Linked DNA regions of Mus musculus: all the other regions are linked to region 1. The links are chromatin contacts, called in public HiCAR-type and promoter capture Hi-C maps. All regions are on one chromosome and are shown on one strand. The core of a region is the stretch at or near the end of the contact, and the rest is flanking DNA. Distances in the headings are between cores, read along the strand shown.

Region 1 (3,537 bases), core at 564-3,063:
TCCTGTTTTTCCATTTGGCTGTAAGACCTTGTTAGGTAGATTTCTGAGCCACTCTTAGCTTATTTCCTCATCAATAAAAACACAGAGAAAATAAAGCCGGGCATGGTGGATCACGCCTTTAATCCCAGCACTCGGGAGGCAGAGGCAGGTGGATTTCTGAGTTCGAGGCCAGCCTGGTCTACAGAGTGAGTTCCAGGACAGCCAGGGCTATACAGAGAAACCCTGTCTCGAAAAACAAAACAAAACAAAACACAGAGAAAATAAATACAAAAATTTTGCTAGGATTGACTACAATAAGATATAGGGTCTCTGCTAAACAAGTGTAATTAATTCTCCTTTCAACAGCTGTTGAAAGAGCCAAATTGCAGTTATATTCTCACTTGAGAGAGAAAAAAAAAAAACACTACTTAAAGCAATTGGCCAAAACCCAGCTATTTTTAAATCTGAGCAACTTTCATTTCTTCTGTTTCCTTTCTTTTATAAGAAATAGGGAAGAAACAAGATTTTCCAGATTTGTGTCTGTGTTCATACGCACAGTTGTGTGGAGGGCAGAGGACAACTGAAGAGTGGATGCTTTCCTTCCACCACAGGGCTCCCAGGGAACTCAGGTCATCAGACTCTATAACATTCAACCACTCAGAAGTCTTTCCGATCTGCTTTTGGATTTTTTAGACAGAATATTGCTATGTAGCATGGGCCTCAAGCTGGCTGAGGTCTTCCTGTCTTGACTTCCCAAGAGCTGGTATAACAGACATGTGCCACCCTATCCAGGCTTTTCCTTTTCTTTCCATTCAAGGTACACTGTATCTGAGTCATTAACGGACTATAAAAGTCAGGCGGCATTTGTAAATGGTTTACAGTGTCCTACTGACAATAAAATACAAACTTCTTAGCCTCGACCGGAGACCACTTTAATTGGGTTCCTACTTATGTCTGTACCCCTCACATGCTGTGTCTTTTTTCATTATCTGGCTATATCATGCATCCAGAAGTACAACTGACTCTCCATAGGGTCTCTACACTTCTTGTTCACTTTTCTTGAGACATTCCTCTCAATAATTTTGCACAAACGATTCTTGTCATGGAGGCCTGTCTTGACTCAAAGGTAAACTCTTCCGAAGGTTGCACAAACCTAATCCTCTCAACTGTTTTGAGTTGTCAGTATACCTCCACCAGAAAGTGATGAAAACAGAGACCAAAACACTACTGTATCCTGGGACCTTTTACAAACAGGGCCTCTTTTTCTATAAACATTCAGTAAGCGCCCGTGGGAAGGTGGTAAGCTGTTCGCCTAGCTCTCTCTGGTCACTGACTCCACTGACCATGTTCAGCAAACACCTCTGAGCACCAGAATCAAAACAACCTAAGTCCCCCACGCACTGTACGACTTGCCACCATGTCACGTTCGTCATCAACTGCAAAAGGAGCAGACTTCAAACACGCTGACCCAACCAAGCAGCAGTAGCAACGCTCTCAGGGCAGACCGCATTCCGTGGGTGCAGAAGCAGTCTCTGCATTTACTGACAACCCAGCTGCGAGGCAGGTTTCCAACCCCACGGAGTAAAAGCAAAAACTGACTTGAGCTGACCGCGGCTGACCCAAAGTCTGCGCGACCCTCACCGGACTCTGCATCCGCCTTGCCCCTGTACGCCTCTCTGGGCGCGGCCAGGGTTGCCCCAACAGTTCCTCCACGGTCCTCTGCCACAAGGTCCCGACCCTCCTCAGTAATAGCCCCCAAAACCCTCACCGGTTCCGGCCCAACCCTGCGGCTCCGGTAGGACGTGGCTGTGCAAGGGGCGGGGCGCAACAGGGTACCAGTCTCGGGCAACCCCCCGGAAACAAACGGTCCGCGAGGTCTTCGTTCCGGAAGAGAGGCTGCCCTCAGCGGCCAGTAGCCACTTTCAAATTGGGGTTGGTATGGATCTCCGGACAGATTGAGATATCCTTCAGAAAGTGGACTTAAAATTTTGTGTGCCTTCCCTTCAGAGGAACAACTTCCAGCCTAAGAGACGAAATCAGGACAACCCTCCCCCCCCCCCCAAAAAAAGAAAAACGCTTCCGGTGGTAGTGACGTTGGACTCGCCACGCTCCCGCCCCTCGCGGCCTTCTGACTGGTGGGTATGACGATCCACGTGGCCACGCCCCCGGGGCGTGGCTTCCCCGCCAGACACCGCCTCCACCACAGTTCTGACAACTTGTTCCTAAGTGTTTGTCAGTCTTGTTTGTATTATTGCCAGTGTTATACATGGCCGGACACTGCGCCACGCGACTGCATTGCCAGCCACGAGGAAGTCTGACAAGTATCACAAGCTCGAGGACTGACTGGACTATAAAGTGGGACTTGTCTTAAAAGGTAAAAAGACGTCTGCGGTGTAGTTCAGAACTCTTGGGTTCAGTCTCTAGTATGTGAAGATAGGAAAGGAGAGGAAGTTCTCACAACACAATATTAAACTATTGCCACTGCTACATGGGGAAAATGCTAAGTATACATTTTGTTTTCAGTGCTCGAGATTGTATCCTGGGCCTTGAACATGTCTAGTAACCTCCCCACCTCCAAGCTACATTTCCAACCCCAAATAAAAATGACCAAAGCTTTACAAAGATATAATTTACATGCTGTAAAGTTTGCTCCTGTTTACGATTTTATCATTATTTCTGTTTCTGAGTGTCCTTGCCTGTACATTTCATACCAATAGGGTTCATATACTGTATAGCTTTGAGTTCTTTTTCAAATTGTATCCATGTTGTACATCTTTTAGTGCTTCGTTCTTATTGCTAATATCCTATTGTTTGGATATTTCCCTTTTGTTTCTGCTCATCAGTCAATGAACAAATTTGAAGGGTCTTGAGGTAGACAAAAGGACTGACAGGGTCCCAGCTTTATATGTCCAGGGGTTGATGGGGGAACCTGCTGTATCTACTGAGGACTGTTGTGTGCCAAGGACTTTGCCAGATGCTGTCTGCTTTCAGGAAACTTACTTCTTGGAGGGAAATAGTAAAAAACAGACATACAAGAGAGTAGATGATGTCAGAGCTGAATAAAGAGACAGGTGGGTAGACATTCTGCAATCTTATGGATTATTGAGAAAGGACCTCTCTGAACCTGGTGAGTGGCTCAGCAAGCAAGGTCACTTGCAGCATAAGACTGGCAATTTGAAGCTTATATAGTGGTGGAAGAAGTGAACCAACTCTACAAGTTGGCCTCTAATCTCAACGTGTGCACTTTAATACACTCACCATATATATTTACACATATCACATACATACACAATAATAATTTTTTAAAAAAAATGTAGAGACATCTCATCAATCTGAGTCAATTTCTAAAGAAAACATAGCTGTGGAAAGATGCTTCAAACCTGCCCGAGAGGTTTGAGCATGATGAAGATCTAGGAGAGTGTTAAATACGAGTAGCACGAGGAGGGGAGATCGGTGTGAGCCTAGAGAATGGCCACATAGGGTCTGTGACAATGGAAAGGCAGATCTTTCAAAGATGTCAAAGGCTACAGTGATCAGAGTTAAGTACTGGCTCAGGCA
Region 2 (3,537 bases), core at 742-3,241, 2.6 Mb after region 1:
TTGTGAGCAAAACCGACTTGTTCAACAACACATCCTAAGGGCCTAACTCAAATACAGACGATCTTGTATTTGGAAATTATCTTGCAAGAAGAGTCGGTGAGTCCTGAAGTGATGAATGTTAGTCTCTTCAGATGAGTTTTGCTCTAGCTATCTCCTCTGTGACACGAGAGGCCATGACTTTTTGGAAGCTCTAAACTGTAAAGGATGCTTTTGGTTGGTTTGTTTTTAAGTTCCTATTTAACGTTACAAAGAAGACAAAAACAAAATAAAAGAAAACAAAAAAACGGGCAGTGGTGGAGAACGGTTTTAATCCCAGCACTTGGGAGGCAGAGGCAGGCGGATTTCTGAGTTTGAGGCCAGCCTGGTCTACAGAGTGAGTTCCAGGACAGCCAGGGCTATACAGAGAAACCCTGTCTCGAAAAACCAAAGGGGGGGGGGAGGGGAAAGAAAGAAAGGAAGGAAGAAGGAAAGAAAGAAAAGAAAGAAAAAAGAAAAGAAAAACAAAACAACAACAGAACAAAAAACCCAGAAGACAAAAGGTGCCTTGAAGTGATAAAGAAAGAACCTGCTTCAGCGAGCTTGGCACATACAACAGTAATAGTGTACCTGAAGAAATGGGAAAGATTGGTTAATTCAGGAACTATGTCCCCAGAACTTTCTACAGGTGTTCATGATAGTTTCCAACAGCCTAAGCCTCCACATTGGTTTTCCTACAGCTGAAGGACAGAGCAGTCTTACGTGAGAATCGACAGTGCTTCCTGAGTCTTCAGTATTTTCTCAAGAAAGGTATGCACTATGCTTTTAAACTATTTGGGCTGGAGTATAGCTCGGTAAATTAGACAAAGAGCTTCATTAGAATGTACAAAGTCTTTAAGTTCAATTCCCAGATTGCAAGATCAGAAAACAGAACATCAAAACAAAAAAACCAAAACCAAAAAGAAAAAAGAAAAAAAAAAAAAAAAAAAAGAAAAGAAAAAAAAAAAGAAAAGAAAAAAAAAACCAAATCAGATTGAATTAATGAGATAAAAGCAAAGTGAAATGCAGATGCCCACGTGGTTCTACCTTTTAGATGCATCTCCTCGTTTCAGGGCTCGGGTCTGTTTAGTACCTACAATTGAAGAGAGAAAAGTCAAGTGCCAATGCATTTGATGTAGCAGAGTAGTCCCCAAATATCACACTGTAGGCACCATTTCCTTTTCTCTCACACATCTCATTTCCAACTTCGATGTGTACAAAAAAAGAAAAACAACCCCCCCCCCAGAAAAACAAAAACAAAAGGGGGGGCTAAACAGGAAGCAAATTCAATTGTTTCTGTAAATTAATTACATTTTACATTTTCATGACGGCAGTCTCTTCGAGGACTCTTTCTCATCGGATGCGCTTTAATCAAGTGCTTTTAAAACACTCTCTAAACTGGGTTCCTTTAGAATAAACATTGCTCAGTCTCCCAAATGTTTGTTCCCTTGCCTAAAGAGAGGAGTCTGAGACCTCAGAGACCAGATATCAAAGCAATCCAAGGTTCAAGGCAACTGACCACCACCTGCCTTGGCCACTTGTTCCCACGTACGGGTAGATCCTAAAACCCCTGTGTAAGAGTGTGGGATTCCTCCCCCGAAGGCACTAGGACAGCCTGCGTTGGGAAGCTCTGGGCCTCATCCACCCGGAGTTCTCGCTCTCCCCGGCGCAGCCTCAGAAAGAGGCCCGCGCGTGCGTGGTACTCAAACCAAGGTCTCAGGGTCCCAGCCTGGGACGGTGGCTCTTGTTCGTACCGGTAGCATCTCGGTGGGTGCTGGAAGCCCGGGTACTTGGGCCTAGAGAGCAAGGTACGGCAGAGTCAGCCATGGGGAAATGCGGTCAGAAGAGGGGGTCGGGACAGCACATCTACCTCCTCACGCTTCGCCCGGAACCGGGCTGGGGGCGGGCCCAGGGAGGGCGGGGCGAGCGGCGGAGGGGGCGGGCCCAGGGCGGGGCGGGGCGAGCGGCGGAGGGGGAGGGTCCGGTCCGGGGGCGGGGCCAGGAGTGCGGCCTGCGCTACCTGAAGTGGAGAAGGAGGAGGAGGGCAAGAGGCAGGCGCGTGGATCGGCGGGTAGGTAGACATGCTGGGTCGGGCGGATCGGGCTCGCCGAACAGGACCTGCGCCGCACGCGGCTCTCCTGCTCGGCCTCTGGAGGTGCTGGAGCCTGGACACCCTGCCCTGCAGGAGCAGGGAGAAATGGCCTCCCTTCGCCTCAGCCAGGCGCGGTAGGGTGTGATTTTCCTGTTCGCGCCTGCGGGGCAAGGACCTTCGCTGCTGGCCTCCTTTTCGTGATACTCGGTGATCTCACTGACGATTGTTTATGTGAGGAGGGAGATCCTGTGGAGAATGGGGTGGGCGGCATCGGAATCTTCAACTTCTTTGGGTGACTTAATTATGTTGGATTCCAGTTTTTGTCAATGGGACATTTAAAAAAATTACTTAATGATTAGATTTTTCATTCCAGGTCCACAATTTGGATTTTTGTTTTCCTTTTAAACAAAGGCTTTTCTAGTAGTTCTTTCTAGGGCTCTTTTTATTTTTTTACTCGTCATTCTTTAAAAATTACTTTCTTTAGGCATTATATCAGGGGCTTTTAAAAATGCTTCATTAGGCTAACACAGTAACGTTCAGTAATAGCAGTTAACCTATAAAACTTTACATTGTGTTTGTTGTCTAATAATTCAGAATGAAACGGTTTATGAAACATAATTTACATGGTATCACACAATTAACTGGGTTTTTTTGTATTAGTTCATTACAGCATCAAAATTAGGAAAATAATTAGGAATGGCTGTGGAGGAACTTCAGAGCATAATAAAAAGATGTGTAAGTACTTCTCCGAAAACACCTTTAAATATATGGGAAGGGCATAGAGTATCTTTACTTTGTGGTCACTCATGTTATTTATCTTAACTAAATTCTGCTTCTTCTTTTTTGACTTGTAAATATCAAAAAATCAGGAAAGTAGATTAGATGATAATGATGATGGTGGTGGTGACTTTCAATCCTAGTACTTTTGGGAGGCAAAGGCAGAGGGGTCTCTGATTTTGAGGCTGGCCTGGTTTACATGGTAAATTTCCAGGACAGCTTGGGCTATGGAGAGAGAGAGAGAGACCCTCGCTCACAAGGGGCATAAGGGGCTAGAGAGATGGTTCAGTGGTTAAGAGCACTTGTTCTTGCGGAGGACCTGGGTTCATTTCTCAAAACCCAGGCCCTGTTCTGGCCCACAATGGGCATCAGGCACATGCATATGTATGAAGGTAAACGTTAGTAAATTGTATTTAAAAGCATATTAAATCATGTACATGTCTGTTTATGTGTGTTGGTAGGGGGTATATATGAGTATAAGTGCCTGGCATGGAAGCCGTAGCGTTAGGACCACTCAGAGCTGGAGTTACAGGTGGTTGTGAGCCACCTGATCTGGGTGCTGGGAATTGAACTCAGGTCCTCTGCAAGGATAGTATTTGCTCTTATCTACCAAACCATTTCTCTAGTCCCAGTAGTCTTTAATTTTAAATTTC
Region 3 (3,537 bases), core at 352-2,851, 2.0 Mb after region 1:
GATCATGGGGCTGGTGAGATGGCTCAGCAGGTAAGAGCACCTGACTGCTCTTCCAAAGGTCCAGAGTTCAAATCACAGCAACCACATGGTGGCTCACAACCATCCGTAACGAGATCTGACTCCCTCTTCTGGAATGTCAGAAGACAGCTACAGTGTACTTACATATAATAAATAATAAATAAATCTTAAAAAAAAAAAAAAGAAAAAAAAAAGAAAGATCATGATGGGCTGGAGAGATGGCTCTGGGTTTAAAGGCATTGCTCTTTCAAAGGGTTGCCACTGATATTCTCAGCCCCCACATGGTAGCTTACAATGGTCTGTAACTCGAGTTTCAGAGGATCCCAAACACCCACAGACACAGAGTAAAATTAATATTCTTGAAATCACAGTAAAGGATGCTTTATTATTGTAATTACTAAAATAAAAACTAAAAAGTTTTAGAATTTCCACTCCTACTATAGAACTTTCTGCATAATCTTACAATTTCACTTCTCTCTCATATTCCATTTAATTTTTTTTTCACTGTAGCACCTCTTTCATTGCCTTTCTTAAAATTTGGGTTACAGATATTATTAATTCCCACCTATTATGTTCAAGAGTGTAATGCACTTAGGAAAACTCAATTATTTTGAACGGATAAATGAATAAACTGCCTTCTCCCTCCCTCACTCAGGTAAAAACGGTCCTGGTACATTAATTTCCCACGCAAAATTTCTCAGGAGTAGGGTGGATTGGAAAAAAAAACAAAAACAAAAAAACACCTCGCACCTTATTGGAAAAAGTTGAGGCCTAAAATTAAACGAGATATTTTGTAGATGTAAATGTTTCTACCCTTTTCTACCCTGTTTCTGGTTTTCTTTTTAACAAATTTGCTTCTGCATAAGCTGGAAGACTTCCCCAGTCAGTGGCTCAGGAATCCATGCTACTTCACATCTATGCAACATCTCTAGCTTCGTACAGAATAATGGAGGAGAGAAAAGAAGAAACTTGAGACTAGAAAATGCTGATCAGTACTGTAGGACACCATTTAAGTCAGGCTTTTACGTTCAGCAACTTGTGCATTTTCACGTAAGAATTTTCTAGCCGTTCAGAATTGGATACGTCTGGTATTTAAACATCCTCATTTTCCTACGTTTACCTGTAGTATGTGTACGTAGAAAGGCTTATCATCTTACCTATAGGGCGGCCCTGACAACCGTATCTTCAAGTCTAGTGAAAAATGAGTTCTCACACACGCACACTCATCGAGCGAAGGACAAGCACTTTACACTCTATAAAATCCTGTGACAGGACTTTCCGCTTGAGAAAGAGTACATGGTTTTATACAGTATTTTATTTCAAGAAAGAGGTCCTCCATCTGCCTGTAGGGAGTAGAGCAAAGTCTGGCAGCCTCCTTTCCGATTCTGCCTCAAATAAAAGAAAACGCCTCACAAGCAGGCCAGGCGCAGGTCGACTGTCCCAAGAGAAAACAAACCCCTCGGGAAAGCCCTTTTCCAGCCAGGAGGCGTTTGCTCACCACCCAGATCGCAGGCGGGGTTAGCGTCCCCAGACCACGGCGCACCGCGAGCCTCCTCTGCGCTCGGAAGCCTGGGACACTCTCGCAGCCCACGACATGGAAGCCTCTGACTCTCGATGAGGAGAACCAGCGAACCTCCGAGGCGCCGAGTTCGAACCGCCGCGGCAGCCGTTGGGACCCGCCTCCCGGGCCCCGACCCCGCCCACCACGCGGGGCTCTGCGAACGGGAGCGGGGCGCAGGGCATGCCGGGAAATGAGTCTGGAAGCGCGGATGAGCGGCGTGCCGTGGTCACCTCGGACTACATTTCCCGTCGTTACCCCCGCCAACGTTGATTGGCGTGTGTGAGGGAAGCCGAAACCGACAAGTCTGGTGTGAAGGAAGGATGCGAAACCCAGAAGGCAGCCGAAAGGGGACGCTGGCCCCGCCCTCGCCCGGCCCAGTGGAAGGCAGTGCTTCCACCTTCCAAGAGAGTGAGGCTCGCCGCTGCCTGAAGTTCCCTCAGATCGGGATTTCAAATCGGAGACACCAGTATCCCGCACCTCCCTACACGCGTCCAGGCAGAGATCGACAGGGATGGGCGGCAGGATGTGGCTGCCATTCCCCGTGCTGCTCCTGTCCGCTCTGCCCGCAGCGTTGCTGCGCGGGGCGGCCGGCTTCACACCCTCTTTGGACAGTGATTTTACCTTCACGCTGCCGGCCGGCCGGAAGGAGTGTTTCTACCAGCCCATGCCCCTGAAGGCATCGTTGGAGATCGAATACCAAGTAAGTGCGGAAGTGGGCTAGCCTTCCTTGGGCCGGGCCGCACCACATGGTCGCCTCTCACCTACTTGGAAAAGGTGGGACAGCGACCGAGGTGAATCCGAGGAGGGTCTCCTGGGAAACTGGCCTGCTTGGCGCAGGCGTACTTAAGCGGGGCTCCTGGGAGCCTGGAACTCACAAGTTTGGCCAGTCCTAAAATTGACACCTACCCTCTCTCTTCCCTTTCCTCTGGTCGGAAAGAGGCCAGCACTGGTGACGTCAATGGCGTTACTCTTTGTTTCTTAATTCCCCCAAGCCATTTCAAGCTAGTTTACATACCCTACAGTTCTGAGAAGTTCGCTGTAAGGGGTTGATACACGTTCTTCTTTATTATTGGACGAAGTGATAACACTTGTTTGACTCACTCTCACCACTTTCACCAAATCCCGATATTATAAAATCGGCACGATGTTTTGAATTGTGGCTGGGCAGTGGTGGCACACGCCTCTAACCCCAGCATTCCCGTGGCAGAGGCAAGTGGATCTCTGAACAGTCAAGGCTGCATAGTGAAACCCAGTCTTGGGAGTATTGAATTGTGTCCATGCGAAGATCTCTAAGTCAGATTTTGAAATGTGTTGAAATGGACTGTTGCTGTATTTAGTGGTACATTGTCATCCCGGGTGTACATCCATCACTTTGAAATCAAATAAGATAATAGTGTATGACCTTTCTTCCATTGAACTTTGTCAGCTTTCTTCCCGTGTCATTGTTTTCTTTTTAGTATCAGCAGAATACGCTTATTATTAAATCTTTTTTTAATTCTTATGTAAAACTTTTATATGTGGAGCCTTTGGGATTATTTATAGATGTTTACAGTAATTACAGGAAGTATCTAAAGTCATAATATACAAAAATCTCAGCACAACTAAGGTTACAGCTTAATATTTCTTGATTTCCACTTGTGAACAAAAGTTTAGCATTTACTGAACAATTAATGTATGCAAGGAATTGTTCCAGGAGGAGGAACAAACTGAGAAAAACCTGGTTCTCAGGAGTTTGGGGGTTCATAGGCAGGCTTTGTTTGGGCTTGATGGGTTTGGTAGGCTGTGGTTGGATGGATGGTTGGTTGCTCTGGTTTTTGTGACAAGGTTTCAACTATGTATCCAATGGCATTGAATTCAGTATTTAGCCCAGGCTAGCCTCCGATCTCACAGGAGTCCTTCTCTAAGTCGTGTCCTCCCCCCCCACCCAGGACTGGTATTACAGCATGAACCATCACATC

Evidence for each region. Promoter capture Hi-C pulls out the DNA fragments that hold promoters and counts their contacts. HiCAR-type assays count read pairs that join an accessible place to other places.
Region 2: a contact with region 1 is called in a promoter capture Hi-C map of liver, with 10 times the contacts expected there. The contact joins the promoter of Glmn here to the promoter of Golga3 in region 1. A contact is called at or near these places in 2 of 39 promoter capture datasets (hippocampal neurons and liver).
Region 3: a contact with region 1 is called in a HiCAR-type map of astrocytes, with 5 times the contacts expected there. The contact joins the promoter of Ccdc18 here to the promoter of Golga3 in region 1. A contact is called at or near these places in 4 of 39 promoter capture datasets (cranial neural crest, hippocampal neurons, liver and 1 more) and 2 of 115 datasets of contacts at active chromatin or transcription factors (astrocytes and embryonic stem cells).

What each region holds. Positions count from the first base shown.
Region 1 is chr5:110,175,133-110,178,669 of GRCm38.p6, reverse strand. Golga3 (golgi autoantigen, golgin subfamily a, 3) reads right to left here and starts at 1,813. Exons shown (of 24, transcript NM_001347389.2): 1 at 1,748-1,813. It overlaps Gm15787 (predicted gene 15787), which reads left to right and starts at 2,166. Exons shown (of 3, transcript NR_040431.1): 1 at 2,166-2,353.
Region 2 is chr5:107,596,093-107,599,629 of GRCm38.p6, reverse strand. Glmn (glomulin, FKBP associated protein) reads left to right here and starts at 1,991. Exons shown (of 19, transcript NM_133248.2): 1 at 1,991-2,086; 2 at 2,768-2,842. The coding sequence starts at 2,804. Rpap2 (RNA polymerase II associated protein 2) reads right to left here and starts at 1,934. Exons shown (of 13, transcript NM_144911.3): 1 at 1,770-1,934; 2 at 1,063-1,108. The coding sequence starts at 1,842.
Region 3 is chr5:108,130,978-108,134,514 of GRCm38.p6, reverse strand. Ccdc18 (coiled-coil domain containing 18) reads right to left here and starts at 1,601. Exons shown (of 29, transcript NM_028481.1): 1 at 1,517-1,601. It overlaps Tmed5 (transmembrane p24 trafficking protein 5), which reads left to right and starts at 1,895. Exons shown (of 4, transcript NM_028876.3): 1 at 1,895-2,279. The coding sequence starts at 2,091.